2 separate regions of the Mus musculus genome follow, and region 2 is linked to region 1. Evidence: chromatin contacts called from public Hi-C data. All regions are on one chromosome and are shown on one strand. The core of a region is the stretch at or near the end of the contact, and the rest is flanking DNA. Distances in the headings are between cores, read along the strand shown. Region 1 overlaps 1700019L22Rik (a long non-coding RNA gene). Region 2 has its middle 290 kb from the start of 1700019L22Rik.

Region 1 (4,028 bases), core at 997-3,496:
TATCTCATCTGTATCTATATCTATATATCTATCTATATCTACATCTATATCTAATCGCCATATATATATGGATATATATAGACCTTTTATTTTATTTTGTTTTATTTTTATTTCTATTTTTTACCCTCCATATTCCATTCCCGCCCCATCATCCAGCCTCCAACTGTTCCACGTCCCACACCTCCTCTGCACCCTACCCCATCTCCACATGGATGCCCCCAACTCCCACCCCACCTGACCTCTAAACTCCCTGGGGCCTGCAGTCTCTTGAGGGTTAGGTGCATCATCTCTGAATGGACACAGACCTGGAAGTCCTCTACTGTATGTGTGCTGGGGGCCTCATATCAGCTGGTGTATGCTGTCTGTTTGGTGGTCCAGTGTTTAAGAGGTCTCAGGGGTCCAGTTAAATTAAGACTGCTGGCCCTTCCTACAGGGTAGCCCTTCTCCTCAGCTGCTTTCAGCCTTCCTTAATTCAACAACGGAGGTCAGCGGCTTCTGTCCATTGGTTAGATCATAGAAGGGGAATTTGTTGGTCCACTGGTAACATTTGTCATAGAACATGTATTAAATGTCCACATTTTTTGCAATTACAAGTGAAGATATGTATGCAAGCTTTGATCTTTCACTAAATGTTTATGGAATTTCAAATGCATTTAAACATTTCAAGGGGGCCTCCCACCAGCTGTGTATCCTCAGATTATTAACTCAGTACTGAGTACTTCAGGCAGATTGTATCTTGCCTTGGGCCTAGTAGTGAACCTCCTTTTGGGAACGGCACTTTGGATCCTATTCTGGATTTTTTTCCTTGGGAGGTAGCAATTCTCCTCTAGTAAAATTGTGCTATGTAATCTCATCCTTAAAGCTTTCAGCCATCATGGAACAGGATAGAGGGGGGAAGTATCTGAGATACAGGATACAAGGAGCCATTCCTATGTCCAAAGCAAGTATTGCACTCATCTTATCATGGTGGTACTCTAATGAAGAAGAAAAAAACCTATTTACCTTTTTTAAAAAGAAAGTATATATCTTCTGTAGGGTTCAGTGAAGAAATAAGTCATTGCTCACCCACTGAGTGAGACTTCAATGTCAGTAAAATGGGCAGCATAGTTCTTTCATTCTCCCCTGACTCTATGTAACCTCTCACACAAAGAATAGAAATTAGCTTTTGCTGGGGCACCGTCATTGTGGAGGTGACAGACATGCTATAGAGCTATGACATGAGAACCATGAACTCTATGATACGCCAAGTCTTTCCTGTTACTTATGACCACCTGTCAAGTTTTCTAATACAATATCCTCCCAAATATTTCATTTATTTGTTTGTATGTTTGTTTATTTTTGTGTTTTGTTTTGTCCCGGACTGGGTTTCTCTGCTAGCATCCAACTCAGAGGTCTCCCGGCCACTGCCTCCTGATTACTGGGATATGTATAACCAACGCCTGGCTATTTCCAATTTCTTAATTATTTATGTAAAATAATTCACAAATTCGGTAGAAAAGACTCCACTACTTGTGTTTTAGTGGTTTCTTCCCCTTGATAAAGAAGTTAACAAATGCCAATAGGACTTTAGAGGGCTTTGCTTTCATGATGGTGTAGCTAAATATAATAATATATTTTTGTTCACGTATAAATTATTTCTTAGCAACTTTTCTGGCCAAGGAAATATGCTAATGTAAATGCTCACAGTTAACAACACAGATATGGGCTCTTCTCCAAAGAACTCTACAAGTAAAGACAAAACATGGATTTGAACAATGCCAAGCATTCTAAAGGCAATGAGAAAAAGTATATATAATGTGATTTTTTTTCTATATGATTGGAATAACTGGTACAGTAGTTACGATCAAGGAAGATTTCTCTTCTCCAGGGCAAATGATGTCTAAGTTCCCTAGGAGAGTGATTTCAAAGCACTCAGTGTTTTAGGAAAGGAAATGAGATGGAGCAGCAAGAGCTAACACTGTGAGGTGGCAAAGTGTTCGAGACATTTCAGGAAATAAAAATAAGCCCAATGTGCTTGAAATGCTGAAACAGGGGCAGAAAATTGGCTTAGACGTTGCTAGGCAGATAAGCACGAGCCAGATCAGACAAAGTCGAACAGAACAGATAAAGGCTTTGGATTTTTTTTTCCCAAGGGAACAAAGGAGGAGATCTCAGGGAGTAAAAAAGGGACTAAGAAGATTTGTGTTTTAAATAAATCCTTCTGACTGTAAAGATTAGATTAGAGACAATTCAGGACAATTGGTTAGGATGCCGAAATAAAACCATTGCTGCGCATGATTCTCATTACCGAAGGGCTTTGGAAGTTGGCATTGCTCTAAATAGCTGGAATCCTGAGATATCAAATTAGTACGATTAACAAAGATATATAAATTAATTGGATGAGTTTCAGGAAAGAACATAGATACAGCCCAGACTCCAGTGTGAGTGAATGCAGACCCACAGGCCTGACTGTGGCTTCTGATGTGTCCAGATGAGAAGAAATCTTCCCTAGGGAAATTGTTCATATTTCTACACAAATCTAGCATTCTTCTGTCATGGTGATCTTCTCAGGACTCTTTAGATGAAAGAACTTAATGAGATCCCATCCAGAATGGATCTATCTGGTGATTTCTCAGAAAATAAGTTCTTTAGTGATTTAATACATAGAAAAGCTTTCCCGAATCAACTGGAGATTTTGCGATTAGTTGTATTTTATTTCTATCTTGAGACAAAGTCTTGCTATGTATCCCGTGCTGGCCTGGAATAGGAGACAATTGTTTTGAAGGTTACCTTCAGTCATCAACTGAAGAACTTGGATGATCTGATAGAGCATGCAGATGTGTTTGCAAGGGAGCAGGAGATCTGTTCAAGACATGAATAATTGCTGCCTAGTTCCAGACATCCTGACTTCCCATAGACTGAGACCCAGATGCTTGTACCATTCCATTCTCTCCTGATTCTGCTATGTGTCTTTGACACCCGCCCCATCTGAAGGTGACTCACTCTGGTGGAAATGAAAAATGCAGCCTTCTGTAAATCAAGACATCTCCTTCTTTTGGGCTCTGTATCAGTTGTAGGACCTATGGGACTTAAATTTTATACATATTTCTACTATTAAAAAAGGCCTTATTTTATCACCTCTCTCGCACAAAGATTGTGTGGTAGTTGATACTTACCCTCTTCTACAGTGGAGGTTAAAAAATAGGGAAACTCACAAAGGACCATTGCCTGTTATTTACTCCTAATATTTACCTAGTTATATATATATATATATATATAGAGAGAGAGAGACATATATAGATACGTATATATTACATATATATAATATATGTAAAATATTATACACACACACATATATACACACACACACATATATATATATATTATATATATATATAATTTACCTAACATTAGAAATACAAGGTTAGAAATACAAGTATTAGCATGCAATTGCTTAAATTCTGTACCAGTATTAGAATCCTGTATTTGCACTTGTCTACTCTCAGCAGCAAATGATGAAAAGGATACAGCTTCCTTCATATTCAAAAGAATGGAATGGCCAGAAAATTTGTTCTTTTCAGTTCACTCTCATTTCATCACTACCGGGGGGATACTTTCGGGTACTGTGTATTTGAACGCTGATCCTGCACCCAGAGGTCTGGTGTCATTGCACTTTGGTATTGTCATGGTTAGGAAGCATTTCCTCACTGAGTATTTTATAAGACAGCCTTCTCTATCACCTCCGGAATGGTTAAATAGTGAGCCAAGCAGCCGAGGAGCCGAGAACTGGGCATGAGAGAATACGGAAAACTTCCATGTCCAGGCTGGGAGTGAAGGTCTCAAGTGTGCTAGGAGAGCTGCCATGAGGACACAGATGAAGAAGGAGACCCGGGTGAGACCAGGATGGTAGGTAATCAGCCACGTGGCTGGGAAGTAGGCAGGAAAGTAGGCCAGGCCAGCATAATTAGGTTAGAACAGTTCAATATCTGCCCAATTATATTGCCAGAACCTTAATACAAATGTCTCCTTTTACTATTTATAAGGGCAGG
Region 2 (4,203 bases), core at 1,685-4,184, 900 kb before region 1:
CTGAAAGCTCACAGTCAGCCACTGCCAGTGAATCCCTTGAAAGCTAGAAATGTGGATTATCTTTTGTCTACATTTCTATTACAGAGACTGTTGTTAACCTTCTGGTCCCCACTTGAACTCACTTGATAGTGTTGCCAGCCAGAAGCTGTATTTCCTAGAGCCTCCAGCAAAAGGATAGTTGTATTTCAAATCTTGGGTAGACTGTGGGTTTCCTAAAAGAAAGGCAACCTGATGTTTTAACATTCTGTTTGCTCTTACAAAGCATAGAATATCTGAATTAGGATAATTCTTCTGAGAGATAAGCATGTGGATTAGTTTGCAAAATCAGAGGTGATTGAACTATTTCAAATTAAAGTCCCTAAAGAAAAGAGCTGATGGCCAGAAACATTATCACTTCACAGAGTGGAAAATGAGGTTTATGGGTTACTAAATCAATAGAAATAGTAAGATTTGAGTGAATATGTTGAACAGCTTTTATTGAGCTTTTCTTTTCTGCTTTTTTTTTCTTTCAAGTCAGTTAAAAGATGCCAATTATGAGGAAAGTTTAACTATACTACACAGCTACATTTTTTTCTGTATAATTTATGTTATAAAATAATACTGGATGCTATGTGCCATTAATTGTGTGGTAATGTTCATATAGTCAATGTGGAGCATTCATGTATCAGATATCCCTTTTAGATTCCTATAAAGTTTAAAAAAACTTTGTTTTCCTCTATGTAAGATATGAAGATGCATGTAGTTTCTTTGTGTACAGCAAACTACTGCTAGAGACCAAACACTCTAACTTAAAGAAACAATGAGTTGGGCTTACTGAGAGGGTTATGGAGAAGCACTTACTTATGGGAGCAAAAGCAATTAAAAAACAGTCGTAGCAACAAAGCCCCACAGCATGGATAGCATCTAAGGAAAACTAGAGATATGGAGGTATTTGCTCTGTGTGCAACTGAAGTTTGAAGGTTTCCTTGTTGGTAGCTCCAGTGGTCTGAGCCTCTTCCAGGTTTCTTAGCTGGCACCTGATTCTTCAAAATAACACAACTGGTGTTTGTTCTCTTCAGGCAGCTCAGATTCTTCGAGAGAAGCATTCATTATTTCTTATTCATGTTTGGGGATGGGAAGGGCCTATTGCATTTGGTAAAGGTCAGGGATTTCCTGAAGCATTTGAGTTGTTTATTTTGAAAACTTAGGAGTGAGCTTCCCTGAAGGCTGGACTGTCTCATCTCTCCTAAGAATATCCTGTTGTTTCTCTTCCCTTTTAACAGCTGATATCTGAAGGAATCTCCAAGAGATAGTTTTATCTCAGAGGAAATTGCTACAGCAAAGGTATACTGCAAGCCAATAAACATACTCACTTTCCTCTTCCTATCTTATCTCTACATAGAGTGACATCCTGCTTAACAACTAACATCAATAAATAGGCAAGATCTTTTTTTCTTGTCGTATTATCCATAACCAAAATTCAGGAAGGTTACACATCACTCACAGTGAAATTATCTTGTCACTATGGCCTTAAAAAGAACTTTAGAAGTAAATTTCTACATCTCCCAAGCCTCACTAAGCAAAATCAAACAGAAGTAATTTAATGATGGCTAGCGACTTATAAACTCCAAAAGCATCAATCATTCTTTGTAATCAGGCCAATATAATGACTAAAACATTTTATACTAAATAGAAGTAAAATTATTGTTAATAGAAATATTATTTCACATAGGCTCATTCTAGCCAAATAAATGCACAGAAACTATTTTCATGCATAGTGCGTATATAACAGATCTGAAACCTGTAAGAAGGAAAACACAGAAGGTGAAAGTGGGAAAGACTCAAAATGTTTTAAGTAGTCACTTACATATTAAAGAAACCAAGGTTGATGTAACAGAGTAACTTGTCAGTACAAATTGTCTTTCCCTCATTAAATGCAAACCATCTTATTCACATTTTAATCCTGTTCTGCCTTTTGATTTAAAGTGCAAAATAGCTATAGTGGATATTTTAAAAAGATATCCAGCTTGCATTTTTAAAAATAGACAAAGTTCAGGGCACAGACTGAAGGAAGGACCATCCAGAGACTGCCCCACCTGGGGAGTCATCCCCAAAACAACCACCAAACCCAGACACTGTTGTGGATGCCAACCAGAGCCTGCTGACAGGAGCCTGATATAGCTGTCTCCTGAGAGGCTCTGCCAGTGCCTGACAAATACAGAAGTGGATGCTCACAGTCATCCATTAGAAGGAGCACAGGGTCCCCAATAAAGGAGCTAGAGAAAGTTCCCAAGGAGCTGAAGGGGTTTGCAGCCACCTAGGAGGAACACTAATATGAACTAACCAACACCCCCAGAGCTCCCTGGGACTAAACCACCAATCAAAGAAAACACATGGTGGGACTCATGGCTCTAGCTGCATATATAGCAGAGGATGGCCTAGTCAGTCATCAGTGGGAGGAGAGGCCTTTCTTCCTGCGAAGGCTCTATGCCCCAGTATAGGTGAATTCTTGGGCCAGGAAGTGGGAGTGGGTGGGTTGGGGAGCAGGGGGAGGGGAGAGAGGATAGGGGATTTTCGGAGGAGAAACTAGGAAAGGGGATAACATTTGAAATGTAAATAAAGAAAATATCTAATAAAAAAATCCTTATTGTTACTCTTCCATAGCCTAGGCTATACTCAAAAAGTTTTCTTGGCCATCTTGGCTGTTTTCCAGATCCATGACCACAGAGAAATCAAAAGCCCCTTCAGCATCAAATGCTAATTTCTTAATTCTAAAGCGCAAACTCATTGTGTTTGATTAACACTGTAAGGCTTGTAACATAAATCATTCACCAGAATCTTTTAATTTCAGCCAGTAAAAAACTAGCTGGTTTGTTTTGTGGCAACCATGAGAGTGGTGACTGCATTAATGAGCACATAGTTTTATCAATAGCTTTTGAAACATAGTTTGTCAAGTGTTTTTTAAATGATATTTATGTTTAAGGTCCTCCATCATTCTTCACTAAAGAAGAAAATATAAATTTCCCATCAAAGGATGAATGAGTCACTGTAATGTATGTGATGAAACATATGGCAAAATATCCCATTTATACTACAAGAAGCAACATTCTTTGAAAATTTGAATTAATGTTTTAAAGATTGTAGAAGTTATAAGAAAGATTATTGGCTAGAGTCATTATGAAATATTGTTTGCATATTTAAAAATGTTATTTACTGAATAACTGATAATCACTTTAGGGAAATAAAATAATCAAAATATATACACAAATAAAATAATCAAAATATATACACAGAAACTTTTTTACAATATAAAGTTCAATTGCTCATAGAAATACTAATAATATAGTTTATAAATCATATATGTTCATGGACTATTTCCTCTATATATAATTTATATATGCCTATTAAATTCATCTATAATGAATATGCCTGTATAAATTCAATTAAGATTAGGAAACTATTTTAACTTAGTCTAACATTTAAAATAAGAAATTGAAAGACAAATTTTCTGTTTATGACAAATCTAATGACATTTTTAATTTGCTATTTTTAAAATATTGATTTACAAAATTAAAGTAACAAAGAAAAGGTCAATACATTTTTTGGAAAGTCAAGACAATGTGGTGTAATATTGTTTTTTCTGTAGGGATATTCCTTCATACATAATTATGTAGAATCACCATAATTATACAATACATGTAAAACAATGGTTGTAAAAAATTATAGTTCATTAGAATCACCTGAAGGACTTGTTAAGACAGATTGTTTTTCAACAGGCCTGGGTGGAAGCCTCAAAATTAACATTTCTGTTAAGCTCGCAGATGATGTTCAAGCTATGAATCTCAGGAGCACATGTTCAGAACCACTGGAAAGTTGACCCTGTGCAACAGTATAGATGTTGATGTATTATTCAGTGTTTTCCAAAGAAGCAGAGTCAATAGAATAGACCAGATAAATAGACTGATTATAGTTATGCAGATAGATAGATAGATAGATAGACAGACAGACAGACAGACAGATAGATGTGGATGAATAGGTGCTAGAAAATTCATTGTGACATATTGAATGAATTGATTACATAGTAAATGAGATACAGTGTTCTTTTGTCTAAATGAGGGATATGCCAAGATTCTAACTGTGTGAACATCCCCTTCACACCTGAAATCCCCCAAATGAGGAACACTAATAAAAACAGTGAGAAAAGATAATGCTCTATCTCAGAGA

What was found. A called contact is a pair of places that touch in the nucleus more often than the background predicts.
Region 2: a Hi-C map of the N1E-115 cell line shows a contact between it and region 1, with 8 times the contacts expected there. The contact joins two enhancer-like sites. A contact is called at or near these places in 1 of 484 Hi-C or Micro-C datasets (the N1E-115 cell line) and 1 of 115 datasets of contacts at active chromatin or transcription factors (astrocytes).

The regions. Positions count from the first base shown.
Region 1 is chr8:50,298,564-50,302,591 of GRCm38.p6, reverse strand. All of the region lies in intron 5 of 1700019L22Rik (a long non-coding RNA gene), which reads left to right. Among named protein-coding and RNA genes, the nearest start is that of Gm2516, 68 kb to the left of the region's middle. Within about 2 kb of position 2,246, at least 5 of the 459 cell types and tissues checked have an H3K27ac peak or open chromatin away from gene starts, as enhancers often do. A contact at or near this core is called in the N1E-115 cell line, where this site is marked.
Region 2 is chr8:51,201,317-51,205,519 of GRCm38.p6, reverse strand. No RefSeq gene overlaps it. Among named protein-coding and RNA genes, the nearest start is that of 1700019L22Rik, 290 kb to the right of the region's middle. Within about 2 kb of position 2,934, at least 1 of the 459 cell types and tissues checked has an H3K27ac peak or open chromatin away from gene starts, as enhancers often do. A contact at or near this core is called in the N1E-115 cell line, where this site is marked.